Regions from separate parts of the Mus musculus genome. Here all the other regions are linked to region 1. The links are chromatin contacts, called in public ChIA-PET, HiChIP or PLAC-seq and promoter capture Hi-C maps. All regions are on one chromosome and are shown on one strand. Each heading gives the region's core, a stretch centred on a gene start, on an enhancer-like site or on the middle of the called end of the contact. The rest is flanking DNA. Distances are from core to core; before and after follow the strand shown.

What was found. Promoter capture Hi-C pulls out the DNA fragments that hold promoters and counts their contacts. ChIA-PET counts read pairs in DNA pulled down with a chosen protein or histone mark. HiChIP or PLAC-seq counts read pairs in DNA pulled down with a chosen protein or histone mark.
Region 2: a promoter capture Hi-C map of embryonic stem cells shows a contact between it and region 1, with 3 times the contacts expected there. The contact joins the promoter of Svep1 here to the promoter of Zkscan16 in region 1. A contact is called at or near these places in 1 of 39 promoter capture datasets (embryonic stem cells) and 2 of 115 datasets of contacts at active chromatin or transcription factors (the NIH/3T3 cell line and embryonic limb bud).
Region 3: a contact with region 1 is called in an RNA polymerase II ChIA-PET map of memory CD8 T cells, with 5 times the contacts expected there. The contact joins the promoter of E130308A19Rik here to the promoter of Zkscan16 in region 1. A contact is called at or near these places in 1 of 115 datasets of contacts at active chromatin or transcription factors (memory CD8 T cells) and 1 of 9 other capture datasets (adipose tissue).
Region 4: an H3K4me3 HiChIP or PLAC-seq map of bone marrow-derived macrophages shows a contact between it and region 1, with 3 times the contacts expected there. The contact joins the promoter of Hsdl2 here to the promoter of Zkscan16 in region 1. A contact is called at or near these places in 5 of 39 promoter capture datasets (the C10 cell line, hippocampal neurons, liver and 1 more), 3 of 115 datasets of contacts at active chromatin or transcription factors (bone marrow-derived macrophages, large pre-B cells and pro-B cells) and 2 of 9 other capture datasets (liver and macrophages).
Region 5: a promoter capture Hi-C map of pre-B cells shows a contact between it and region 1. The contact joins the promoter of Ptbp3 here to the promoter of Zkscan16 in region 1. A contact is called at or near these places in 3 of 39 promoter capture datasets (the C10 cell line, embryonic stem cells and pre-B cells), 2 of 115 datasets of contacts at active chromatin or transcription factors (large pre-B cells and pro-B cells) and 1 of 9 other capture datasets (pancreatic islet).

What each region holds. Positions count from the first base shown.
Region 1 is chr4:58,941,824-58,945,997 of GRCm38.p6, forward strand. It overlaps Zkscan16 (zinc finger with KRAB and SCAN domains 16), which reads left to right and starts at 1,805. Exons shown (of 6, transcript NM_001099323.3): 1 at 1,805-1,835.
Region 2 is chr4:58,204,460-58,208,633 of GRCm38.p6, forward strand. It overlaps Svep1 (sushi, von Willebrand factor type A, EGF and pentraxin domain containing 1), which reads right to left and starts at 2,137. Exons shown (of 48, transcript NM_022814.2): 1 at 1,384-2,137. The coding sequence starts at 1,917.
Region 3 is chr4:59,624,430-59,628,603 of GRCm38.p6, forward strand. E130308A19Rik (RIKEN cDNA E130308A19 gene) reads left to right here and starts at 1,782. Exons shown (of 4, transcript NM_001015681.2): 1 at 1,782-2,062.
Region 4 is chr4:59,579,232-59,583,405 of GRCm38.p6, forward strand. Hsdl2 (hydroxysteroid dehydrogenase like 2) reads left to right here and starts at 2,332. Exons shown (of 11, transcript NM_024255.3): 1 at 2,332-2,544. The coding sequence starts at 2,528.
Region 5 is chr4:59,547,207-59,551,380 of GRCm38.p6, forward strand. Ptbp3 (polypyrimidine tract binding protein 3) reads right to left here and starts at 2,158. Exons shown (of 14, transcript NM_178164.3): 1 at 1,942-2,158.

The DNA.
Region 1 (4,174 bases), core at 555-3,054:
AGCTGTATAAACAGGAAACTAATGTAAATAACTAATCACAGGGGAATGCCATGCAGCAATGAGATCAGCTAGTTCATAACCATAAGCAACAATTTTGACAGATGTCATAGGCATAATAGTGAATGAAAGAAGCCATCTTTATATAAAGAGTACACACTATCTGTTCTAGTTAGGAGAATTTAAAATTCAGGGTATGGAGATAATAACAATTCCACTTTGTTATAAGTTAAAAACAAGGGCTGGAGAGATGGCTCAGTGGATAAGAGCACTGACTGCTCTTCCAGAGGTCCTGAGTTCAATTCCCAGCAACCACATGGTGGTTCACAACCATCTGCAATGGGATCCAATGCCCTCTTCTGGTGTGTCTGAAGACAGCTACAGTGCACTCATCATATATATATATATATATATATATATATATATATATATATAATAAGTAAGAAAATAAATAAATAAAATCTTTTAAAAATAATAAAAACAAACAAAACAAAACAAAAAAACTTGGGTTGTATGATGGATGGATCCTGCTTTTAAACATTCAAATGAACACCCCACCCTCCATCTGAAGCAAACGCAGAAGCAAACTTCATGCTCTTTGGCAGCTGCAGTACCATTAAACAGCACCCTCGGCCCATTTCTGGACTTTATGAGCTAAGAGCCGTCACCCTAATTTCAAAAATCTAGAAACTGCTCTCAAAGGAGTTACATCAGCAGTATACTTGTAGGACAATCTTCTAGAGTAGATATAGATGCTGATGTGGTCATCTTTACTAAATGTGATCTGCCTCACTTGTGTTAACTTGCTCCTGCCCATCAATGGCTGCTGTATGTCTCCACATTCCAGTACTACTATCATCTCTGGGATACTGGGATGCCACGGCTCTATCTTCCATTATCAGTTAAACCACCTCTAGAATCACTTGGTAGACATGCCTATGGGCATGCCTATGTGGGATTATCTTGATTGCCTGCTGTGGGTGGCACCATTTCCCGGGCAGGAAATCCTAGATTGTATAAGTAGAGAAAGGGACATGAGCACCAGCATGCATCCACAGCTCATTGCTTCATGGTTGTGGATGCCACGTGACCAGCTGCCTCAGGCTCCTGACGCCTTGACTTCCCTGCCATGAGGACCGTACCTTGAGCTGCGAGCTGAAATAAATCCCTTTCCTCCTTGGTTGCCTTTGTCAGGGTATTTTATCACAGTAAAAGAGCAAGTAACTAAGATACTAGCGTTTTGAGCAGTCCTTCCTTGGGAGGGACATAATCTGCCTAGACATGGTATAAGTGATGGACAAGGGGGGAAACGAAGAAGCTATTGCAACAGTGCAGGCAAAGCTTTGTGTAGGGTGCTTGCCCTTGGACCATGGTGGCAGGTGTGGAAGCCAGAGGATGACATTTGTATAGTGTTTTTGCTGTGTTACTTATGGTTTACATTAAAGGCATCCCTAATGTTTCCTCAGTGGATTTTTTGCAACTTTGCATTCTAATGAACAGTGGTGCTGGGAGAAGCTGAGGAAGATTTAAGGTTACTGTGGATGCCGGACTGCTTAGATCTAAAAACCTAAGTGTGTTCTAGGCCTCTAAGCCTCTGGCGCAGCAATAATTTAGCAGCTGAGCCCCCCAGACGCTTTTCTGTGACCATGCGCAACAGGCCAGATAATAGCCTATGGAAAGCACTGGAGTTTCTGAAATCCAGGCCAGCGGACCCCGGGAATCGTAGTTCCTAGCCTTTGCGCAGGCGCAGTGGGTCCCGAAGTCTTGCGCGCGCAGCTGCTGCGGGACAAGGTTCTGAACGCTTATTGCGGTGCAGCTGGCTGCGGATGCTGGTGCAGGTATTGGTGCTTTCCGCCGTTCGGTTCGGGGCTGCGCGGGTTGTGGGCTCCGAGCGCACGCCTTGGGCGGATTGGGACCCAGAGCGTCCCTCGCACCAGGCGCGCTGCGCTGCAGCTGCAGCTGCGGGGGCGTGCACTTCAGCAGCACCGCGCCTTCCCGTCCTTCCATACCACCCTGTGCTCAAGTCTTGAAAACTTCGCCACCATTGGTATTTTGAGCCATATAATTCTTTGGTGTGTCTGCTCGCGTGAATGTATGTGTATGCGTTTGATCCTTTTATTAGATGTTGAACAGCGTCTCTGGCTGTATCAATCAGAAACCTGGATCGTCCTTCCTCCGCGTTCCTAATAAGCTGGAGGTCTCCAGGCTTTGCCAGCTGACACCTGTGGGGTAAATTGCCGCTGACTTTCTCCTACGCGTTGGGAACCAGTACCTGCGTCACATTTTCACAGAGCCTCTGTTGAAGCAGCTGCGCATGTCTCAGTCACTGCGGAGTCCCAGGTACCCAAAGGGGTGCCAGGTGACATGGTGGGCGCCTGATGGTTAGCAAAGAAATAAATGACATCTCGCGTGCTGGGTGTCGGGTCCTGAGGTGGATGGTTAATGCTATGTTAATTGCAATAAGAGGCTAGTATATCCTGCCAAATAGTGGTACATCTCGGGTCCTATTTCTGAGATGTAAGTGATCTCTACAGGCCTGTCCCCACAGTGCCCATTCCCATCTTTATAGATCCCAGTCATTTATGGTATGAATGAATGCAAGCAGCACAGGCTAGGCTGTGTGCAAAAGATCATTTAGAGATCAAAAGGAATTTCACTCGATGGTGGTGGCCTGTCAACAGAGAAGAGTCGGAGCTTTTGTTTTTGATATGGTTCCTGTGAGGTTCCCCCAACCGCTGGTGGGGTGGGGGTGGGGGTGGGGGTTAATGAGGGTTGAAACCACATGCTAGGCAAGTGTTCTATCACTGAGCAGTATCCAGCCCTGGTTTTATTTTGTGTTTATGAGTGTTTTGCCTGCATGTATATCTGCACTGTGCGATTGTCAGAAAAGAGAGTGTTGGATTCCCTGAAACTGGAGTTACAGATGGTTGTGGGCTGCTATATAGGTGACAGGAATAGAATTGATTATGGGTTCCTCTGCTAAAGCCGCAATGCTCTTCACCCCTGAGACCCAGGAGCCCTGTTGGGAAGAATGAGCAAAGGATTGTTAGGAGTAGGAAGGCATCATTCCAAGTGATGAGGGGGCGGGAATCTCGCTGGTGTAAAAGACAGAGAGAGTTTGTGTGTGGTATTTCTGTGTGTGGTTTTTTGTGTGTGGTTTCTGTATGGCTGCAGTGTCGATCTATGAGGTATCCAGGCAAATCTTAAGATTATTCTTTGTGCCCTCTGCTTTGAACTTGGTCTTGGTGGACCCTGTTAAGGGCTTCCAGGCAGGGAAATGACAGGATCGGCTTTTGAGAATTAGGAGAAATCCTTTGGCTACAGCTCAAGAGTGGATTGAAGACAACTAGACTTACAAGAGAAGCTCTAAGGTTCAGAGCACCTGTTGCTCTTCCAGAGGACTCAGATCCAGTTCCGATCTCAGACATGGCAGCTCACAGCCTTCTGTATCTTCAGCTCCAGGGAGCCAATGCCACCCCCTGACCTCCATGGGCACCAGGCACACTTGTGGTACACATGCACACAGGCAGGCAAAACACTCAGACGCATAAAATAAATGTTAAGGTAGAGAGAGTCTAGTGTGTTATTTACTATATGAAAAGTAAGACTAGGGAGGAGAAATTTGGTAGTAGAATATGAAATCAGGTTTCAGAGTTGAGTGACTGGTAGGAAATGTGTTTGTTGAAAGAGGACAGGACCTGTTAAATAGGTTTGTGCCCGAATCACTTGGAACCAGGGAGATCTTCCATTCATTTTGTATGTGAGTAGTATTAATTCTGAAGTAACTGTCTGCTTGCAGAATATATTTATTTGTTTTGTTTTGTTTTTCTGAGACAGGGTTTCTCTGTCTAGCCCTGGCTGTCCTGGAACTCACTCTATAGACCAGGCTGGCCTGGAACTCAGAAATTTGCCTGCCTCTGCCTCCCAAGTGCTGGGATTAAAGACGTGCGCCACCACTACCCGGCCAGAGTATATTTAATTATCTTTATTTAACTCTTCAGTTTTTATTCCATAAAGAGTCTTCTTTTAGTAGAATAGTTGGTTGGGCGGAGCTTTTCTGAACCTCTAAATATATGGGTATAGGTGGAAGGGGGGTTCGTGTGTAATAAAAAAAAAATCAATGTTTTCAGAATTAACGATCCCTTTACTCATTTAGTGTCTTCTGTTTCTTCTTGAC
Region 2 (4,174 bases), core at 887-3,386, 740 kb before region 1:
GTAGGAGGGGGGATGGGAGAGGGGTCTGAAGGGGAGACCTGGAAAGGGGAAAACATTCGAAATGTAAATAAAGAAAATATCCAATAAAAAATATCATGTATTCAGATGCACATAACAGGAGAATGTAAATTTATACAACTCTCCAATGGAGGAGGTGGCAATGTGGACCAAGACCTTTCAAATGTTCATGTATTTTACTAAATAAGGAATTTAGAAAGCCCTCCTAAAGAAGCAGTCAAAGAGGGCTTCCTAAACTCCTTATTTAAAAGGCACGAATGTGTGCTCCCCACACAGCAGTTCTCAGCACTCAGTTGTCATGAGGCTGGAGATAGGGCTCAGTGGTTAAGAGCACTGACTTTCTCAGGTATGGCTTGCCTGAAGTCCACTGCCAGCCCACCCCCACCCCGACTTCCGCATGACAGCTCACAACTGCCTGTAACTGCAGTTCCAAGGGGAGCCAATACTGTCATGCCACAGGATACCATGAATTAATGTACATTTGATCATATTCAACAGCTGAAGAATGCAGGCTGCAAAACCGTAGGTTAGCAAGTTTGTTGAAATAACATATGAGTAACATACTGGACAACATTCAACTGTATATCCGCTGGAATTTTAAGGATAAAGAGATTATTCGGATTCCCCATTCTCTTTTGTTTCATTTATTCTACAAACATTGACTTGATGGGTTGCCTTAAATATTTCTCAGTATTCCAAATTATGACCTACTTTGTATTACTTTGTAGTTAGGAAAAAGACTCATTTTTATAAAAGTAATATAAATTACATTACTTCTGTCATATGCTAAGCATTTGTTTAGGAAGACCTGGAACATAAAGTCATGGTGGCCAATGGCTGTCATCCCCGCGCTTGGGAGGTGGAGGCAGGAGGATCATAACTCAGGGACACGCTCTGCTGTGTTGTAAGTCGGAGACCAGTCTTGGAAACACGAGAGAGCCTATCACAAACTAGTAAACAATTAAAGTCTGGAAGCAAAGTTACGAAGTCTATGTCATGAAAAAGAATTAGGACTGTCCTCAGCTCATTACATGTCCCATCTTCACAAATATTTGTTAACCATACCTGTTTCAGCTTGTATAAACAGTTTCCTCACAAACTTAAGTGAGCTTAAAGGTCCCTTCCTACTAGGGTCCCTCAAGGAACCCTTTAAGAAATGTGACACCTCCTTAAGCATTTAAAAACCCATTTCAGTCTGGACCTTCACTAGGGCAGCAGGAGAATGGTCATATTTGTGCTTCTTGGGACGCTGGCTCCCCTTGGACACCTTAAGCCTTGCAGGAGCTGAACCAGGCTAGAGAAGGGGTTGGCAGCGGTGGGCAGGAGGGGCCCCAGGCCGCTGGCCTGGGTGTGTGGGGGTCTTACCGCGGCTTGCTGGAAGGCGCCCTTGGTATAGGTGCCACCACCGCGGTAGGTGATGGCCGGGATCTCGCGGCTGAGTAGCGCGCACTTGTGTTGGTGCGCGCGGCTGGTGGAGATGTAATCCACGCGCGCCACCACGTTGTTCTTGGATGAGAAGGTGACGATGGCCACACGCGTGGCCGTGGACACCACGGGGAAGTCGGACAGCAGCTTGCGCACGAACTTGAGCTCGTTGAGGAAGTTGGTTTGGCCCACGCTGGACGACTCGTCCACCAGGAAGACGAGCTCCAGGCTGCCGCTGAGCTCCCGCAGTCGCCGCACGCGGCTCCGGAACGCGCGGCCCAGGCGCTCCACTTTGCTCCCTGCTGCCTCCTCCTCACTGGACGCGGGAGGTACCGCCAGTCTGCCCAGAGCCCCCGGAGAGGCCTCGGGGAACAGGCGGAAGCTGAAGTTGAGCGAAGGGGCCACGGGCTGGAAGTTGGTCCAGCCTGACACCAGTGCCAGAGCCCAGCAACAAAAGGCCAGGCGCGACCACATCCCGCTGGGGACCGAGCGGTGGCCCCGGGGAGTGCAAGGCGACAGTCCCCGAGCGCGCAGAGAGGCGCCAAGGTTCCCGGACTAAGCGGAGGGGACCCGGGGTAGCAACCGCGAACCTCAGCGTCCTTGCATGTGACACTGGGGACACGATCCAGACTCCTCTGGCAGCTCGGGGACTCGGGAGGGACTGGAGGGATGTGCTCCTCTGACTCTCGGCTATTTGGTTTCTCTCCTCCTCCTTCTCTCTCCCGAAGCCTATAAAATGTTTGAAGGAAGGGGGCAGTGAAGTCAGAGTCGCTTCCCTCCTTCTCTGTCTGTCCTCTCCTTCCTTTTCCCACTCCTCTCCCTATCTCTCCTCTATCTCTCTCCTCCCCCCTCTCTCTTGCCTGGGATCCAGCTAAAGACTCTTGGAGATTCCATGACACCAGAACCCCTCGCCTGTCATGCTGTCAACATTCCCTCACAAGCTCACTGATTGATCCCATATGTCTGGCAAGGAGCTGCGGAGGAATGCGCTGGAGATGGATGTGGATACCGAGAGTGCCACAGTAATTGGAAACACTGGAGAAGAAAACACACACGCGGGGCTGGCAGAGTTGAAAGCATGCTTTGAAAACTGCTTGCTCACCTTTTGGGGTTCATTCCACTCTTGGGGGGTGGGGTGGGGTGGGGATGCGTGTCTAAGCCTCCCAAAGTGGATATTTGCATAACTTTCCTGAAGGGTCTGTCTGGTGAGTGGTGCAGAATCCTGAGAACCTGTTCAGATCTCAGGCTGTTGAAGTGGGTGGGGCCCACCCGTGCGCATCACATACGCAGAGTTATCGTTCACCTTTCCCGCGGTTAATCATTCCTGTATTGTTCATTCTTTCCTCCACGTAGCAGCTTGCGATGCTCTATAGGTAACACGAGCAGGGGAAAACTGACATGGACCTGTCCTCTAGGAACCTGTAGCAGGTAAAAGTGATGTCACCATCAACTTGATATTCATACGTGAAACGAATATGTATGATTACACATGTTTATGTGTATCACATATGTATATATATATATGTATATATGTGTGTATGTATATATACATATATATATGTATACACACACACAAAATTACAACTGACCTTGCTTAAACAGAAGTTTGTCTTGCTTTCAAAGGCAAACTTGACTTTAGCCAAGGCCAGGCAAGCCTTCTATGAGGACAGAAGTTTATGCTAAATTTTGAACTATAAGTAGACACCCTGTGATATTAACACCCTCCTCTTTTTATTTGATGCAACAGATTAGATCGTCCTGGCATATATACCCTTTGGAATACCAGCTGCTACTTGGAGTGATTTTTCCAATTAAGACCTCAAAGCTGTGCACGCTGAAGCACATACTTATTACATGAAAGGCAGAGCCCTTGCCTAAAAGATTCCAGCTAGGAATCAGGAACTCTGCGTAGTTATGTAAACCCCCATCACCTCTGGGCTTTGGTCCAGTGTCTACTTTTATTTTGCCTTGGAATCAAATGACCCCAGAGTTCCGCTGCTCTCCAGCAGTGAGTGGTTTAACTCCAACTCTATTTAATCAACTACCTTCAACATGAGAGGTGTCAGAGCGTGCAGGCCCAAGTGGCAGGGCTCTTGGATCAATTTCCCTGAAATGAAACCCTGGCTGTGCTATTTATTGGCTGTGTCAGTTTGCTCATTTGGAAAATGGAGGAATAATAACATATCAAGGATTAAATCATTAAATAGTAAAACTCTTAGGGATGTGTTCAGAACACAGCATGTGCTCAATAAACGCTGGCCAGTCACATCACTTCCTTTATTCATAATGCTTTCCAAGTCCCATTTCCAGCACTGATCATCAAGAATGTACTTAGTTGAATGCAAAATACTAAAAACTGAAAAGTGAGATGGGACCCCATTCCCGTCCTCCCAGTCAGGTTACTCCAGAAGAAAATGTAGATTTGAACACTGCTCCACAGTTGTCTATGTGGAAGAGGGACAAGGAACAGGGAGAAGAGAGACCTGGATCTTCTGAGAAGGGCTAAGATCTCATTTGACTTGGAACTCTTCTAGGAAGAGTTTCCAAATGTCATCTACCCCGTGTTATTTTAAACACATCACTAACAGCATTAGGACTATGGCAAGGGCTGTATACCCTATCTTGTATGTCCCTTAGCCCCAACAAAAACCCCGGGGAGGTAATTAGTTGCTTTGAGACCTTCTTCTGGCTACAAGCAATGAGTATCCAGCTTCTCCTTGTTTAAACAAAG
Region 3 (4,174 bases), core at 532-3,031, 680 kb after region 1:
CTAATCAGGTTATTTCTAAGTCTGACTTTCTACCATTAGACATGGTTTGGAAAGGGCTCAGTGCTGTGAGGAGAAAAGGGAGCCTGGAAGCAGTGGATGACTCTGAGCTCCAATAACAAACTATGTTCTCAAGATTTCTTAGTTTCTCTAAGCCTCAGTTTCTGAAAACTAAAACTACAACCATCTTATGAACTGCAATATCACTTCTCAGTAGGTACCTGAAAATGTGAGGCTGGAGAGATGGCTCAGTAGTTGCTCTTCCAGAGGACCTGGGTTTGATTCCCAACACCCGGGAGGGAGCTCACACCCATCTGGAATTACAGTTCCAGGACATTTGACACCCTCTACTGGCCTGGGAAGGCACCGAGGGCATCTCTGGCACAGAGATATCCATGCAAGCAGAACAACCCCCACACACATAAAAAAAATTACATTTTGTATCAAATTTTCTATAGAATAGTAATGTTAGTAGCACCAGTTTTGTAGCGTTCCTAGGACTAACTGAATTAACAACTTACTAAGTGCTTGGCACAGACATATCTGGGAGGTGCTATGAAAGGGGTTTTTAAACACACAGCCTTGTCTCAGTGGTGCCATGCTGTGTAGGTAGCTTTTAGTGCCTTGTGTATCAGAGCACCTCTGAGAGTTTTAGCTGTTACAACGGCCCCACTCCTGGGGTGGGATGAATGTGTAGATGCCAAAGTACAGCTCTGAGCTCAGTGAGTCTACTCTTGAGCCAAATACAAATGATGGCCAGCAACATGGATTCAGATTACCCTGGAAGACATGCTCCACTGTGGAAGTAGTTACATTAGCTTTTATTATTATTATTATTATTATTTACAGAAAAAAGGAAGTCATAAAATCAAGGCAATTACCAAATGGCAAGGCCTGCAGGTTGGTGGATTACAGCAAAGTGGGCCAAATTTACAAGTTTCAGGTACTGATGAGATTTGTAGCTTTTGAATCAGTGGAAGCTAGAGGTCAGCTGACAATACATTTCTTCCTTCTTTTTACTATTACTACTACTATTATTATTAGTGGTCGTTTTGCCAGCATGTACGTCTGCACCGCTCTGTCGTACCGCGGGGACTGAACTCCAGACTGTTGTGAGATACTGCCGGGAATCAACTTGGTGTTCTGGAAGAGCAGCCAGTGCTCTTAACCACTTTTTTAGCCACTGCTAAAAAAGACATATTAAAGAGTTTCCTAAGGTCATGAGGGTATTAAGTTTGATGGGTAGGCAATAAATAAATTATTAAGGCGTGTAGAATCTTTAACACCTTGCACTATTCTTTATTTTTTTCCCTGGGAACTCCAGTTTATTAGATGTGTGTGTGGATGCGATGCGGTGGGACATTAGGACACTATGGAGTAAGTACACTGCGGGTCCCAGGCCACCCGGCACAACTCTGTCTGAGGTGTCACACACCTCTAACGCGATCAAGCTCTGCTTACTTCAAGTGTTTAGGCTGAAGTGCGCGGAGGCCAGGACAGCGGACACGCGTGGAAAGTGGCACAGACCGTGCGTGGGTTCTGTACCTGTCGGAGCGACGGGGGCCGAGCTCGGCCGGCTCCGGGCTGCTCGCGTCGCTGACAGGAGCTTGGCCCGCGCCCCCTCAGGGCAGCGAGCGCCGCGGGTCGAGCGCCTTCCGCGGGCGTCGCTACACACTTCCTGTAGGTCCCGCCGCCTGAGGAGCGCTTCCGGTGCCGGCTGAAGCTGGGGTCCGAGCCCCCGCCCCGCCCCTCTCCGGCCCCGCCCCGCGCGGCCCCGCCCCCGCGCTCCAAGCCGGGCGCGCGGAGCCCGGGGCGCACGGAGCGGCGCGCGCCGGTGGCCGAGCCAGGCTGGCGCCTGCGCCCCCCCCTCTCATCGCACCACCGCCGTCACCCGCCGCGCAGCCCGTGGGGCGCCCTTCCCGGTTCACCGACTCCGGCCCCGGGGCCTCCGGCTGTGGTGCTGCCGCCCTCCGTCCCGCCGTCCCTCCCCGTCCAGCTCGGGCCGCCGGGCTCCCGCAGGCCCCACCGCCCGCGTTCCTATGGACAGACGCACAGACACCTGCAGGTGGGTGAGAGCCCGCGCGGGGCTGGGGAGCACGCGGGCGCGGGGCCTCTTTGTGTGTGGGCGGCCGCGCCGTGACCCTCAGAACCTTCCTTTTGTCTGCTCCGGGCCAGCGAGGCGGGAGGGCGCTAGGGGCGGAGGGGTCTGCGGGCGCAGAGCGGGGCGCGCACCGGTTCGCGGCCGGCGGCGTCTTGGCGGGGACTGTCGGTGCGCCGGCGTCCCCCGAGCTGGGCAGGAGGGCGGGACGGAGGAGGAACGGTCTGCCTAGCTAGTTGCAGAGTCTGAGACACCTCGGGGCTCTGCCGGACTAGCTTGGTTGTCCGGAGGTACCGGGAGGTGCGTGTGGGGCGTGTAAAGGAACGTGCGGCGCTTTGCTCCCTTATTTATTGTTTCTAACGGAGGAGGGCTTTCTCCCAAAAGCTCCCCCCAATCTGAGGCTGCGCACAGTGATTTGGGTTTGTTATCAAATAGATCAAGAAACCTAGTGTCCTGGAGAGAGGAGGTTGAGCTGACCAGCAACAAACACATCAGATGAAACAAACAAACAAACAAACAGACAAACAAAAAATGTTTGTGGTTTTCTTACGGCTGACTTTAATTTAAAATGTTAAAGGTCAGGCAGTGACTTAAATGGAGAAAATCGAACATGGCTGATTTTTTTTTTTTTTAATATTTTTAAAGAAATTGTTTTGAAGTTGTGGAGTAAAGTTTTTTCTTGTGGTCCTTAGGATTATCACCGATAGAGTAGTCTACCTACTAAACAGTTAATTGGAGTGTCATGTAGTGACAGCTTTTATGGTAGGGCTTGCATTAGAGAGTAAAACAATGATAGTCTTTCCATGCAGGCTAAAACCTTTGTTTTCCGTTTTAAGATAGGAGATTTTTTTTTTTTTCATAGCATATGAAGAGAACGTGATGTTAGAAGTGATTTTTCCCAGCGGTATTTCCTTATTTTACATGATACATTTATTCCTTACATGCGTACAAACCAAGGGTAGGGTTGTTGTACGTTAGATATAGTGTTTTGAAAGGTGGAAGGTAGTAGCTCTGTTTTTTCTTATTTGATTAGCTGGCTTACTTCGTGAACAGTTGCTATGTGTTCATAAATGATCAAATAATAAATGAAGTACATTAAGCATTCATAAAATTCATTTCACAGACTCACGTTTCTATGTAGGTATTGGGTTATGCACTATGTTAATCTGTTTGTTCCTCACTTTTAGAAACTTTATTTTTGTCTACTGTGAGAATTCATATTGACATACATAAGTCTGACTGTTACCGGGAAATGGTTTTTGTTTTTAATAGTTTTGAGGAGCACTAAACAGCCATTTGGAGAAAATGGAAGATTCCTTTAAAAAGAAAATCTAAATTTGAAGGGAAAAATACTATGGTATGAAAGCTCCTTAAATTTCTATTAAGTTGTTAAAATTTTAAGAAAAAATACAATTCAATGTACTTTTATTCAAGTACCCTATTTTTTTCATAAAAGAATTTAATATGCTTAAAATAGTGACTTTTTTGTGAGAGGAAAATTTACCCTAGATTCTTGCCCCAGTTACATTAGATTAATGATATTGTATACCGAATTTTTATAAGTTATCAGACTATATACATTTATACACACTTGATATCTAGAATATCTAGAAGCAGTTTCCTCTACCATAGTTGATCAGGTTTTGTTGTGACTTCCGGTCTAGATTGGGTAAATGGATTTAAACTATACAAAGGGACAGAGCTTAGTGTGTAGCTCTGGTCCACTCTGGCCTAAACCTTTCCAGCCTCTCTTATAGAAAGCTTAAAGAGGAGTCGTGAATTGGGTTTGTTGTTATCAGGAACAGAGAGTTCTAGAACAGCGTCAGAGTTGCAGCTCTTTGGCACTGGTTGAAATACTAAAGAAGACAGGCTAGCAAGCTGAATTGCTTGTTTATGTATTTATTAGACCGTCAGTGGCAGCGATAAGACTAACAAAGCTTCTCTGTGAAGTGGGGGAGAAGTTAACAGTGCCAGGGTGTGCTGGCACCTTGTGCCTGTATCTGTGCTGCCTGAGAGATAATACCTTGCCTTTTCATTTCTTTTTGACTGGTGTGTCAATACTAATTTTTTTCTGTATTA
Region 4 (4,174 bases), core at 1,082-3,581, 640 kb after region 1:
TAACGAACTGTGCCTAATTTCACGTCAGACGGCCTTCCTGTGCTCCAGCCACGGACTGGACTAAGGACACTCGCCTGCGTGGGAACCTCTCTCCCTCTGCCCTCTTCTTGTATCCCTGGGGCTGAGAGTGTTGTCCTGGGGCCCCTATTCTTTTCTCATCTCCTCTGCTGTATCCAGTGTGGGATGCCGGAGACTGAGAACCTGGTATGGGGGCTGCCCCTTGTCCACCACCCGCCTAGCTGGGATCAGTGGCTCCACACAGCCAGACACCCATGCAGGGCCACGTGGAAAGGGTACGGCAGTCCTCCCCCATCTGCCCGCCCATCTGCCCGCCCAGAACACAGGAACTCTGGTTCGAGGCGGGCTCTCTCCCTCGCCCCTCTTTCCCTACACCCACGCCCCACATTTCTCCACATCCTTGCTAGCATCTGCTGTCACCTGAATTTTTGAACTTAGCCATTCTGACTGGTGTGAGGTGGAATCTCAGGGTTGTTTTGGTTTGCATTCCCCTGATGATTAAGGATGTTGAACATTTTTCAGGTGCTTCTCAGCCAAAGAATTCACTGCTACCAGACAAATATACAGACCATTCAGTAAAAGCAGTCAAGGGCCAAAGGAACATTTTAAACTGTCCATATCTCTCTGAAACATTTGGAATTTACAAAGACAAACTGGCTACTCACACCTCCTAGGTAAGGACAGAGATTTTGTTCCTTTCTACCTGCTGTTTCTTCTCACTTAAGAGGTACTAATATTTGTTGAATAAGTACACTCTTCTAGAATCATCAATAATCATTATTATAGGTTACAAACTCACGTGTCAATAGCTAATGGTCAAGGTGATAAAAGGGTAAACAGCCACAGTTTAATAATACGTTTTTATTTGAATATTTAATTAGGGCTAGAGAGATGGTTCCCTGGTTAAGAGTGTTGTGCCCAGATTGTAAAAATCCCAAGGAGAGGACCAGGAATCATACCCCACTGTAATCGCATGAGGGTCTTTATTTAAGCTCGAGCTTGGGCCACCAACCTTCCTGACAGAACAGGAAAGAGTGAACCCCCAGGCCTAAGTAAAGGGGGTTTATAAAGAAAAAAACCCGCAAGCGGGTTTTTGTGTTGGCAATATAGGAGAGGGTAAAGGAATGCTGTCCTTTAAACCTGATAACATTTGTTCAGACAGCAGGGCAGAACCGTGTAGCTGAAAAGGTACCTTTCTGACCTGGGAAGAGTAACTTGTGCTATCAGAACCGCTTCTGATATGTTTACAACCGGCCACAGCTGTCTGGGAACGTTTGTCTCTTTTTCATAGTCTAAGAGTGGGCTATTATCATTTCAAGGGTATTGGCTTCGGTTTCCTTCAACAGCAAGGAGCCATCTGCACTGTGAGAAATGTTGGTTGTTAATCAAAAGGGGTCGAGTTTAAGTGACGTGGAGGCTAGGGTATGCTGCTTTTCTTTTGTTCTCAAGGCTGGCATTTGCCTTTCCCCACCCCCCGCGGGGGTGGGGGTATCGTCAGGGAGAGGGAGGGAGTAATAACTGCTCTAGCTGCGCAGGGTCAGGAGAGTGTAGGATTTGATGTGCAGGTTTCTCTTGTCTGAGCACTGGCTGCTCTTCCAAAAGATCCAGCAAGTTTGACAATTAGGAGAGTATATACCTACCTGTCTTAAGTTGTTTTCTGAACTAAGCTTTAGATAACAACCTCGTTAGCATCTTTTTCTCCCGCTACAAAATACAAAACAATTTCATTTCCTGGGTAGCTCAGTTAGGTATAACTCCAAGAACGAAACTGAATCCCAGACTCGACCTCATTCCGGCATTCATTCCAGGACTGAGGATTCCTTCTCCAACCTTGATTTCTGTGGCCCGGATCATACGATGAACGCTTGCGGGAGACCTTTGCAAAGATCTCTTCCAGAAACTCCTGTCTCCAGACACTGGAGGTCAGGCTAAATTTAGATTCAGTGGCAGCGAAAATGAGAGTGACCGGCTTCTGCAAAAAGCATTTTTCAGATGTCTACAAGTGTTCTTCGGAGAGAGCGCCTTGGCTCGGGGACAGACAGGGGAAAACGACGCCCAGCACCCTCAAGTCAGTCCCCGGAGCGCCCCTCAATCCGCCATCTGGCTGGCTGGGAGCCGTCGATGCGCCGAACCTAGGCTGAGGAGGAAAAGCCTACGTAGTAATGATGCTCTAGACACGCCAGTGGCCCACAGGAGAAACTGATTGTCACCTACAGACTCGGGAAAGGGGCGGGGCGGAGGTGTACTCCAAAGCGCCTGCGCAGAGCGTTGGTTTCCTGGGTGTCGTTTGTAGAACTGCGGGAAGAACCGCCCAGTGCCCGGTGTGCGCAGGCGCACACCGTCTTGTAAGCTCTCGGTCTTGTAGGATCTCGGTCTTGTAGGAGGGCCGGTCCCCGAGCGGGTCTCGGGGCGGGGCCCGGGGCGCGGCTAAATGCGGAGAGAAAGTTCGCCTGTCACTCACAGCTCGCTGCTGTTCCACTGCCACCAAGTTCTCTGAACTGCGAAGGTCATGCTGCCCAACACTGGGTAAGAGGACGGGGGTGGGATGGGGTCAGGGGCCAGTCGGCAGGTCGCCGGCGCAACCCAGAGCCGCGCGCTCTGGAACACCGGTTCGCGGAAAGATAGAGTCGCTGGGACCTGCGCATGCACGAGAACCCAAAGTTCTGTACTACTGAGACTCAAAAGTTGTACACTGCAAGGGGCAGTGGTGTCAGATACTCCACGGGGAAAGGTCGCGAGCGTAGGTGTCCCCGACGACCCGTTGTAGCCCCATCTCGCCTTTAGCTTGGCCTGGTGACAATGTTGCTTTCATCTTCTAGGCGAAAGGTCGCTTGAGACAGTGACTTCAGATTTTCTGTTTGTATGCTTGATTGTAGAATAATAGAAGAATGGTGTTTTGAAAATGGTTTTCAAGTTAGTAGCGAGTTAAAATGTTACAATACGAACATTTCTGGTAAGGGGTTTATTTATTTATTTTACTTAAAAATGAAGTATATTTATCCCAGCCTAGCCAGGTGCGGTGGCGCCTGCTTTTAATGCCAGCACTCAGAAGCAGGGTCAGAAGATCTATTGATTCGAGGCTGTTCTGGTCTACATAGTGAGTGTGCTAGGCTCACTCTGTCAGCAAACGCTACAGAGTTAGAACCTTGTCTACACCCCCTCCCCCAAGCCCACTTATATAGAGACACAATTGTGCAGCCAGTCACCAGGACTTTACAAAATCAAAACAAATACCCATTAAACAATGTTCTTCCCGATTCTTCTTGCCCTTGGTTCCTGCTGAACTCAGGTAGGTCCACTATGTTCTATAAAGTTTATCTTAAGCAGAGTGACAAGTTAAGCCCATTCTGTAATTAGTTTGACACATATAGACAGCTAAAAGACTTAAATAGTTCAAAAGGGTATAAGTCTCTTTAAAACTCCAGTTTCTTTCTGTTTGTATTTTTTGTACTTATCAACATATTTTGTATACCTTACAGGGATACCTTCTTTTTAGAAAATAGTAGCAAACTCCATTTTGGGCTTGCTGTTTTTACCTGACATGTCTTGGCACATACTTAGGTTTCCAGTACACACAGCTTGTCTTTGTCCTCTTGTTTTGTTTGTTGTTGTTGTTTTGAGACAAGGTTTGTCTGTGCCCTAGCTATCCTGGAACTCTCTCTGTAGACCAGGCTGGTCTTGAACTCAGGGAGTTCCTCCTGCCTCTGCCTCCCCAGAGTTGAGATTAAAGGCATGAGCCTGTCCTTGTCCTCTTTAATGGTTGCAAACTATTATTGAAGACCATTATGTACTTAACCTGTTTCCAATTGTTGGATATTAAGTCATTTCCAGCTGTTTGTTATCTTTTTCTTGGTGGTGTTTTATTCTATCTTTGCTTCCATTATTATTCTTTTGTTTTATTTTGGTTTGAATTGAATGTAAACGGGGCTGGTGAAATGGCTCAGCGGTTAAGAGCACTGACTGCTCTTCCGAAGGTCCTGAGTTCAAATCCCAGCAACCACATGGTGGCTCACAACCATCCATAGTGAGGTCTGACACTCTCTTCTGGTGCATCTGAAGACAGCTACAGTGTACTAATGAATAGTAATAGATAAATCTTTTTTAAAAACTATTTAAAAAAAGAATTGAGTGTAAACCTGGCTGTCTTTGAACTTGT
Region 5 (4,174 bases), core at 908-3,407, 610 kb after region 1:
TTCCTTTTTTTCCTTGTGGAGTCCTGAAACTTGTATTCATTTCTCTGAAACGTAAGCCTGATAAATAGCTGATACACTAGACTTTTTACGAGTGTGTAATAGTATCTTTGCTGGTCCTGATGTACAAAACAACATTTCCCCATTTGAATGCCTCCGTCTGCATCACCGGCTTCTTAGCTTTAATTCCACAAGCAAGGCAAAGTTCTTAAAAACTATCAACAAGTCAGTTTGGGAAGGCTAGGGCAGAGAAGTATGAGCAGAATGAATGAGGTGGTGTGTGTGTGTCTATGTGAAACATTTTAAAACCTGTTACTTTGTAAGCCAACTAAAAAGGTAATTTTTAACAAGATGTAGTAAGTAGCAAATGCTCACTAAAAGCCTATGGATTCTCTGTTCTGGATCAGATAAACCGTAGATGCTGAATAAGGGTGACTATTCCTAGTCACCCTTGCCCCCCACCATTGCGCTGTGGGGGAGGAGCTTGCACTTCACAGTGAAGAAGCGAACAGTCAAGCCCTTTAAATCTCACCACACAAAAAGCTAACTTGTTTCCCCACACCCGAAGTTGAACCTTCTGAAGACGAACACTTCATAGCCCTTCCTGAACTGATATAATGGCACTTATGGCATAAATCACTGAAAGTTATTTCACACGTAAAATGAATCAGAGTCGGGTAATGAGAAGCCAATGCTCAAGGTGAAGCGTTCGCTCGCAAAGTAGCTCCCATTAAATAAAAATACTTTAAAGAGCATCACAACCATAAATCAAAATCTAAAATTGCACTTTGATATCTGCAGCAGTGTGCAATCTGCATTCAAATGAGATAAACCATATATCACAATATTGTGAAATTAAGATAAACGAAACCTAACGAGGGCAAAAATTGTAAAATTCTAGTGTCCTCACTTAAACACGTATGATCAACTACGCGGCAAGTTACTAAATGTATTTTACTTTTCAAACAAGTTATATGCTCCACCATTCCGCAGTTTATAGAATCCTTGTCAACAAAAGTCGGCGGGGGAGGGGGTTAAGGAACAACTCAAACGGCAAAGGTTTAAATAAATAAAAGGTGGAATTTCTAATTGACTTGGAGTTGTTGGTGGTTTTTTTTAATCTTGACTATATGACCCTCAATTCACGCTTTTTATTAAAATACATCAGGTCCTGCCCCATGTTCCAGAGTTCCCAGAGAAATTACGAGCTCGGAAAAGGTGACTGTAAATCTTTTTTTTTTTTTCTTTTTTCTTTTTTTTTTCCCCCTTTTAGTCACAGACCCCATTTAAACCGAGCAGTTGAAAGCGCCCGGAAATCTACACTTACACAATATCTGACATCGCCCGAGGCGAATTCACGAAGTTTCTTGGGGGTGGGGAACGAAGAGGAAGCGTCCCTGGTGATAAAGTGCAGACGCTCGGTATTTAGAAGTGGTTAACGTATCTCACAGCCCAAATCGGGAGACCCCGCCGGTTCCGAGACCCGCACGGGCCCGCAGTTCGAGACCCGGTCGCCGCCCAGACGGCTGTCGCCGCTCGCCCGGGCCCGCCGCCGGGGGAAAGCTCCGCCGCGCGCCCCACCCCACCGGTAAACAGCAACTCCCCGAGCGCCGCGGCCGCCTCAGCCTCCGCCCCCGCCAGCGCCGCGCACCATTTTCTGAGAGGAAGTGTGGGGAGTCCGGCCCGGCACCCCGGCCCTGGCTCGTCTCTGCTTCCCGAAGGCGCCCCGAGGCTGCGAGGGGCGGACGTGACGGGGGCGCCGCGCGCAGGAAGCGGAGACCGCGGCGGACAGACCCCCGCGCTCCCAAGGTCCCTGCCGTCGGGCTTAGCCCCGGGCCGCTCCTCCGCTAGCCGGCGTCGCGCCCTGCTCCCCGGCCTCGGCGGGACGCGTCGCCGAGAGGAAACGAGGCCAGCGCAGCCCCGGAACGGCCACCCGGCACTTACCCATCCATGGCCCAGATGGAGGAGCGCGTTGTGCGGGGATTGACGGGCTCACCGCGGGCGGAGAAAGCGGGCGGCGGCTCCGGGAAACCAGCGAGCGGAGCCGCTCCGCAGCTCCGGCCGGTCAGAGGTGGAAGGAAGAGTGGGAAACAGGGGCGGGGACCGGGCACGCTCTCGCCAGCGCCGCGCCCCCGCCCTCCCGGCCCGCGAGCGCGTTCCCGCCTCGCCTGGCCCCGCCCCCTCGGCGTCGACGCCCTCCCGGGGCTCGGCTGGACTCCAGGGCGCCCTCTTCCCGCCTTCGCCTCTTTGCCCCGCCCCGACACCACCACCCCCGCCCATGCCTCCGCGCGCGTGCGCGCCCCCCGCCCAGCGTCGCGCCTGCGTTCGCGGGAACGCGCGCCTTGTGCTTCCCGCTTCGCGACTCGCCCTCCTACAAGCCCGCGGGCCTTCCGGCTCCCGGGACTCAGGCTTAGGGCCCTGAACGGTGCTGGCTAGAAAAGCCTGGGGACCCCAGGGAACTTTTGAAGCAGAGCAGAGTTACTACTGGCGGGCGACACTGCTGGCAGCACGGCAGGGGACCCGCGCGACGTCCACGGGGCAGGGGTGGACAGTGGTCTTTCCGGACCTGAGAGCAGCGACGGTAGCCTGTCCGCCAGACCCTGACCTCCGAGACCTGCACTGGACGGATAGGTGTGGTTGGGAAAGAAATGAAGTAGATGAGACTGCCCAGGACTGAAGTCCATCTTCACTTTCACACGGTTTTAATCTGAGTGCTTTTCTACCCAACAATCAAATACTAAAAGAAACTTTCATTGCATAGCTATTTAATGGCCATTACAATGCCAGTATTTTATAAGTTTATTTATTCATCCTTCCGCGGGGCGGGGCTGGGGGAGCCTGATTGGAAAGGATTAATGTTTTCCCAGGTACGCGAGAGATCTCCGAAATTTCACAGCCAGAAAATGTTTTGTTTGCACCAAAACCCTTTCCTCTAGTATGAGCAAAACCAAGTTACACGTAAAACGTAAAACAGCTATTTAGTACATATAATGTGTATAACTAGTGAGAACACACGTTCCCCCTCTTTCAAAGCACATCTACTTCTGAACGAACGGAATGCTTTTTCAATTCACAGATCATTGAAATTTGAGCCATTTAAGCCATGTCTTCAAAGTCTGCCCACACCATTTCAAAGGAAGTAACAACTTCAATCTCTTTCCTGATTACCTACTTTAAAATAAGTAGACACTTCTTTAAAAAAAAAAAAAAAAAAAAGTATAACCAGCTTGCAATTCAGGAAGGTCATTTTTAAAGAAATTTCAGTTCCCCTTTTCAAGAAGATGTCAAAAAACATTTTGTATGTTAAATCTAAACATTAAGTTTAGAAACATTTCCACCCTACATTGCCACATGGGATTTTAAAATAGCAACTTGGTATATAGGCACATAACTGTGCCTATAATTCCTACCTGAGTTTAAGGCTACCTTGAGCTACATAGTATGTTTCAGGCCATCCTAGGTCACAGAAAAATAAAGTAATAATAAAATGTCAGAGAAAAGCAGCGGACCAGGTGGTGATAGCACATGACTTTAATCCCAGCACTCACTCAGGAGAAGAAGGGAGAGGAGAGAAGAGGAAGGGAGAGAGAAGAGGAAGGGAGAGAGAAGCAGCCGATGGAGTGTTCTATTGCTGTATTTGAGGTATATTTTATAATAAATTTCCCTGTTTGTTTGTTTGTGTTTGTTTTTAGTTAGTTGCTTGGTTTTTCAAGATAGGGTTGAGATCTCTGTGTAGCCCTGGCTGTCCTGAAACTTACTCTGTAGACCAGGCTGGCCTTGAACTTTGACATATGCCTGCCTACTTTAACTATTTTTAATTACAATATTTTAATTTACTTCATTTTAATACCCCATAGTACTTCATGATTTAATGTGCCATATTTTATTTAAGTTTTTTTCCAAAATAGTGGATGCCTAAATTATTTGTAGCTATTCAAAATAATTAACAATGCCACACAAAACATCACATAGCTATGACCACATATGGTTACATCTATGGAATATAATATTATAGATAGAATTCCAGAACAAAGGGTATAAGCACATCAAATTTGATAAATACCATGAAGGTAATTCTAAAACCAATATGCCAATTTACAAGGTTTTTAAAATAATGACTGTGTAACAGCTCTAACTGTCCTAGAATTCACTTTGTAGCGCAGTCTGACCTTGAACT